Regions from separate parts of the Mus musculus genome. Here region 2 is linked to region 1. The links are chromatin contacts, called in public Hi-C maps. All regions are on one chromosome and are shown on one strand. Each heading gives the region's core, a stretch centred on a gene start, on an enhancer-like site or on the middle of the called end of the contact. The rest is flanking DNA. Distances are from core to core; before and after follow the strand shown.

Region 1 (3,283 bases), core at 711-3,210:
AATAGGCCTATAGCACAATGGCATACCCGTGGAATTCAGACAGGTCTAACACACAGGTGAGATGCATGTCTGAAAGATGCAGGAGTCTGAGATCATTCAGTGCTCATGATAAATAGTACTGGGAGAGCTTGCCTCCCAGTGGTACTGAGGGAGCACCCCCATAATGTGAGGAGATGAAACAGAAGAGAATGTTTCCTCCAGCTACAGAATTAAATCACAGTAGCAGTGCATCCCACTATAGGAGGAAAGAATAGGAAAAGTTAGAAGATCAAGAACCTTGCGGAAAGGTTAGAAGTTAAAGGAACAACTATAAACAGGCCGCCAGGTTCACAGAACTGGCGAGAAAGAAAACTTGCAATGAACTCTCCGATTCTACAGTGTTCTCCCCATGAGAACTCTGTCTTTAAATCAAGACTAGAAAGTATCTGTTCTATGACCCCGGATCTCTAAAATGTAAAATTACAAAGGAAAAACAGCATTAAAATAAGTTTTCCCTTTCCATATCTGAAGACAGTTGACCTAAAAACAAAAGTTATTTCCTACTCTAAAGTATAGGTTTGTCAAATTATTTTTTTTTTAGTTTACCTCCTAATGCATATCAAACATAGGAATGTTTGGCCTCAGAATCTTCTCAGAGCCTTCATCACTTTTATTATCCAAGATCTCTGAGCTTCTGCATGTCTTGTTACAATTTGTTAACTATGGTTAGAACTTATCCAATATGGATCTCTGCCTAAAGGGATAGCTGTAGGTCACATCCCAGTTTGATTTCTGTATGCTTATGGAGGTGTTCTCATCTACATTTTCCCCAAAATTAGTGCACAAATGAAGTAGTTCTTCAGAGGCCAACAGTGTTGCCATAGCGAAATAAGGAGAAAGCAGGAATACAGCATCTTCAACCTGCCTGTGGGTGGGCAAGCAAACCTAGGTCCATGAGAGAAGGTGGCCCTGACATTATTGTATTTCTTATAAAATGTGCCACCCATGTGAGTCATGTGGACCACGTATATAATTTAATCTTCTGGGAAATTTTGTGCATAAAGCAGACAAGTCATACTATCAACTATTGAGGTTTAAAGATACATGCCTCTCAGCCAGGCAAAAAAAGAAACAAAGGCTGATTCACAATACATTCAACTCTAAATTTTGTCCTTGATTTACCTCACCCATTCCTAATGTCCCAGCATCCATTTGAACTCCATTACCAGTCAACATTGAGACCTTTATTAACACATGCTTTCATGGCTCATTTTAAAAAGAAGTATCTGAAGTGGGGGAACCTAGAAGGAGAGAAGGAAGGGAGAGGAGAGAAGGGAGGAAGAGGAGGAGGAATAGGGGAGGAAGGAAGGATAGAGGAAGGGAAGAAAATTATTTTCCAAAAGAATTGAACACCTTGCTTCCAATTTATAGCAACTTTACAATGAACAATATGTTGTCTTAGTCATTTCACTAGAGCCTCTTGACTGATAAAGTAGACAGGATATATATAACATTTATATCTAGAAATAAGTTTCATATAAAATCCAACTGGAAAATCATTAAAAATGATACTTTTTAAAGTATTTTTTGCTGCCAAAATATGTAGTATTTGTATGTAGTTAATCTGTTTTCCTCAATTAAAGGTGAAAAGTGAAGCACTAGCAGTGTGTGTGTGTGTGTGTGTGTGTGTGTGTGTGTGTGTGTGTGTGTTTGTGTGTGTTGGGAGGGTGGCAAGAAATTAGCCATAGGTCTTAAAGAAGTCAGTGAGGAGAGGTCTGAGGATATAGCTTGGAAGGGCAACAGGTCTGGCTGAGAAAGCCTTGGAATGTTCACATTAGACTATGCACAGAGCCTGTGTCTGCAGTCAGACAGAGTTAGTCCTATGCACATCAGTGTCTGGACTCAGGCCCAGAAGCTCAGCCAAGAAGGCAAACAGAAGTTGAGTAAACCTGCTGTCTTTGTTTTCGCCATTTATGTAAATAGGACTTTTCTTTTCGAGGCACCATCCTAGGATTTGGTAAATTGCTGTCAGTGTCACCTAGGGTTTACTTGTCTACTCTGAACTCACTGAACACACAGTACAGGTAGAGTGATGACTAGTCCCCACCCTGGAGATGTCAAAATTACACTGTGTCCACAAAATGGGTATATGGAAGCTCCACTCAACAGGAACTCAGAATGCTGCCATTTGGAGTTAGAGCCTGTAAAGAGATGACAAAAATACAACAAAGTTGTTGGGTGGACCTAATGTAGCTGAATGGGTCTTTAGAGAAGGAGGTTGAGGGGAAGCAATTCTGCCTGTGATGGTGCACACAGAGAAAAGACAAGATGGCAACTCAGTAGGGAAATGACCATATGTAAACCAGAGACAGCTCCCCAGAGACTAAGCCTGCTTCCATTCTGATCTTCAACCCTTAGCCTTCAGAGCTGAGCTAGAAGGAAACAAATATGGAAGGGAAGCTCATGGGTTACCTTCAGAGATGTGTGTCTCTCCAAGGCTATCCAGGGTCCCAGAGATATCTGAAATCCTGATAAATCAGCTCTAAACTACAGAATAGAATGTGGTACCTCTGAAATTTTGATATCGAGGAGTAAAGTCTCACTGCTGGATTCTATGAACTAGTAGTTAGAAACAGTCTTTTCCTCTCAGCCCTGAAGGCAATTGTTAAGCATTTCTCATCTCTTCTGCCTGTAACAGTGCAGCCCCCCTCCCCCACCTCTACCCTATCTGGTGGTGGCGGCAATAACATTAGCAGTCCTGAAAAGATTTATCCTCTGATATTATAATCTTCCCCTACCATCTTTCAAGAGCAGGCAAATCTCCAAGCCCACCACTTACCAGCAAGCACATTTTACAGACAGAAAACAATGCATGCCGAGGATAGAGGAGAAACCAATTTAATTAATTCATCACCAAGGCCAACGACGTATAAATCTTATCGTTTTATCTGTCAACCAACACTCTGAATTATTCAGTGTTCCCGATCTCAAGAAGGAAGGCAGAGAGAAAGTGGTGAGAGAGCAGCTGCACAGCGCCATAATGTGCTCAGCAGAGGAGCCCAGAGTGAGCCTAATGCTGGGCAAACTTTAGAGGCTAGGCCCTGAAAGGATCTCGTGGCAGAGTGTCATTCAAGACTCCCTGGTTCCTCTGCCACCAGTGAGGCCACTACCACATCTGCTTAGGATGGTTTGGAAAAGAATATAAAACCTGTATGGAAATGAAAATTAATGGGATGAAAACCAGTACACTGTACCTATTTCTATGCTCTGCCCAGCTAAACCACCCAGCACTTTCACAGCTGCT
Region 2 (3,209 bases), core at 512-3,011, 140 kb before region 1:
GGAGCCCCAAGTCCAAATTATGACTATTGTATGACTATTACTCAGTTGTAAAAGTGGCCAGAGAAGCTATTGTCCATATTCTTTTTTATCCATCAAGAGCCAAATTGAGTCACTCAAAGGAGAAGAGAATAAGCCAGGGGTGTGATGCAGGTCTGTAAAACCTGTTACTAGGAAGCCAGAGATAGCTCGGATCACAGCCAGATTCCTGAAGAGGGAGCTCAAAGGAAAGGAAGGAAGGAAAGGAGAAAGGAAGAGGAAAGGGAAGAAGAGAGAAAATGAGCAGAAAGGAAACGAAGGGGAAAAAAAAACAGAAGAAAAAGAGAGATGTAGGTACTACCTTTCCCTAGAGGGCTCTCTCCAGGGGGTTGCAGTAGAAGAGTCAAACCCAGTGACATCAACATCTTCAGCGCAGTGAGTCACATGAGTATATTTCAGAGGAGCTAGATAAATAAACTCTGAAAATTCTTTTCTTTCTTTTTTTCTGCTATAATGTAATGTATCGATCCAGGGTCCACTATTTCATGGCACTCTCATGCTTCAGTAATACTGGGGATTTATTTTTATCCTTTACCTCAGAGAGTTGCATCCATTTTCCCTCAGCACAGAACCACTAGTTTTCTCTGTTCCCCCCACCCCCCTCTCTCCCTGACACCCTGGGAGCTGGACCGTGGGCTTAACAAGATGACTGTTACATGAAGACTCTATTTCCATTACTGTTCATCTTTTCAGTTGTCCAAGGTCAGTGAGGGCGATTTCTAGGGAAAACTGTTGCTCATGGCAAATCAAATAAATTAGGGTAAGTAGAAGGTAATTAACCAGTTGTTTACCTCTTCTTGGGAAGTAGTCAATGTTGAGATTTGGAAATAGCTAGGATTTTCTTAAGGATATCTTTTTTTTTTTTTTTTTGGTCATCATTTCTCATTCAGAATTTTATGAGGAAATCTTTCCCTATTGAGATATTTTAAATAATTACACCTTTCCTTTTGGAAAATGAGCCTACTGTGGTAAAGAGAAAGACTTCTAAACTAGATTAGTGTTTTAGTTTTGTCTTGTTTAGTATCCCTGACCTCATATTGATACCTACTCCTATTCATCCTATAGAATTAAATCCAACATTGATTCAGCTTCTACTACTATTGTTTTCAATAAATGCCTACTTGGTATGGTAATTGTCTGACATGTATAAAGCCTTGACTTTGATTCTCAGCACAGTATACATGGGGTGGGTACTGTGGACCATACCTGTAATCCTGACATTTGGGAGACAGAGGCAGGAGAATCACAAGAACACAGTCAACCTCAAGGACATTACTGAATTACCAGAGACCTTGTTTCAAAATCTATAAACAAACAAACACCCTGGCTCCACCTTAGGCCAGACCATTAGGTCCATATTAACAGTTGTAAGATCCAGGAAGGGGCAAAGGGAAACCATAGTTCTTCTGCTACCCTAACCCACATGGCCTAACCCTGCATCAGCCTGTGCCCTCCCCTCCTTTACAACCCAGGAAATGAATGGATATTGTGGAATGAAGAAGTTAAACACAAGCATTTCATAATTTCCTCATTGGTGTAGTGAGGAAGTTGGACCCATAAACTCCAAGGGCATCAACTGCTGTAGCATCGAAAGATCTACACTGTAGATCGAAAGATCTCTCACTTGCCATTTACCAGAGTTGTATCAGACACAGCTTTGACTAGCTGACAGGCACAAGCCGCATGAACTCTCACCAGCCTGCAAACTCTTTGAAGTGGAAATTATGCACACAAAGCCAGCCCATGGTAGCAAGTCACAGATGTCGCTTTTGGCCTCACCTGCTCATCTCTCTCCCTACTGGGAGAAGTGCCATAAGTACTCAACTTCATGTAAAGTGTGTGCAGGCATTCAGACCTTTCAGGCTGCCACTGATCTCCATGAAGGTCTGAAGCATCCCCTGCTTGCTTTTAATGAACGATCTCTTGACAGCTATAACAGGGAAGATGGGGAAAGACAAGTCTTGGCTTCAGGGACAGTAAAATAACAGGATGAGAGAGGAAAGAATAAGTGGGGAAATGAGCAGATTGGATTTTATATGATGTCCCAACAATGATGCCTTTTCTTTCTAATGAATATGGAAATGACCACATCTGTGGGAATAAAGAAAAAATAACATGGGACTATAGTTACCCCTACAGCCAACCTTCTAGTTCTAGCGACAGAGAAAACAAAACAAAACAGACCAAACAAACAAACAAACAAACAAATAAAAATCTCACCACCACCATCAACAACAAAGAAAACCATCTTATCTTTGTGTAACCAAGGTGATGACAAAATGTATATTTCCCCACGAAACAACAAATAGACAAGTGATAGATTTAGCATCTGACTTAGTAGAAACATTACTGTACTGAGCTGTGCAGGAAGCTGTTCTTTTGGAATATGTATTCTTGAGCTCCTTGTGCACAGAGCTTAAACAATCTCTTAGCTTAGTTTTGTGTCTCCTAATTAAAGTAAACTGAACTTGACTCCCTAAGACTCTCGTATGTCTCAGCTCTGAAGCTGTTAGGAACAACCAAGTGATGTAAGCACACATTGCACAAGGCTTAGAGCATCCAAGAGCTCTTCACTTGCTGAAAATATAAGATGCTTTCATCAGCACTAGTATGGTCGTGCTTACTTTCCTTTGTTTATGTGGCCATTAAACAGGAACTCGGTAAATTCACAGAAAAATAATTCCAGAGGTGTCTAAAGTGCAATGCTCTTACCACATTTTTTTTCCAGCCTGAACCCTGCTCACATCCAACTGGACTCAGAAGATAAGAAGCAAGAATAGGAGGAAACACATATTGTAGTAACAAATAGGTTAAGGGCATTCAGGTTGGTAAGATATAGATCCTGTATTTGGAAGAGGAAATAGGCTTAAATAGCACATCCATCCCCTATGCTGATTTACAGGATATTTAAACTTGGCTTTGGCTAAAGAGGCTTTCTTATGTTTATAGCCTCAATCCACATGGTGTGTCCTGATCCTTTCCCAAGATCTCCCAATAGTCATGGGCTATTTCCTGGCAGTTCATTTGGACAGCTGTTTATTTCCCTGGGGATTTTTGAAGTAGGAAATGGAAGAGCTGGCCAGGATGCTAATACAGAGATCCTCTCTCCCTGCTAACTTCTGAAAGGTGAAGCTTCTAGAAAGGACCTTTATTGCTGTTTGAAAGTTCATGAG

What was found. A called contact is a pair of places that touch in the nucleus more often than the background predicts.
Region 2: a contact with region 1 is called in a Hi-C map of cerebellum, with 2.4 times the contacts expected there. The contact joins two enhancer-like sites. A contact is called at or near these places in 3 of 484 Hi-C or Micro-C datasets (cerebellar granule neurons, cerebellum and uterus) and 1 of 115 datasets of contacts at active chromatin or transcription factors (embryonic forebrain).

The regions. Positions count from the first base shown.
Region 1 is chr12:89,816,993-89,820,275 of GRCm38.p6, reverse strand. The region is part of intron 14 of Nrxn3 (neurexin III); the gene reads right to left. Among named protein-coding and RNA genes, the nearest start is that of Gm40538, 590 kb to the left of the region's middle. Within about 2 kb of position 1,960, at least 7 of the 459 cell types and tissues checked have an H3K27ac peak or open chromatin away from gene starts, as enhancers often do. A contact at or near this core is called in cerebellar granule neurons and cerebellum, where this site is marked.
Region 2 is chr12:89,953,238-89,956,446 of GRCm38.p6, reverse strand. All of the region lies in intron 14 of Nrxn3 (neurexin III), which reads right to left. Among named protein-coding and RNA genes, the nearest start is that of Gm40538, 450 kb to the left of the region's middle. Within about 2 kb of position 1,761, at least 11 of the 459 cell types and tissues checked have an H3K27ac peak or open chromatin away from gene starts, as enhancers often do. A contact at or near this core is called in cerebellar granule neurons and cerebellum, where this site is marked.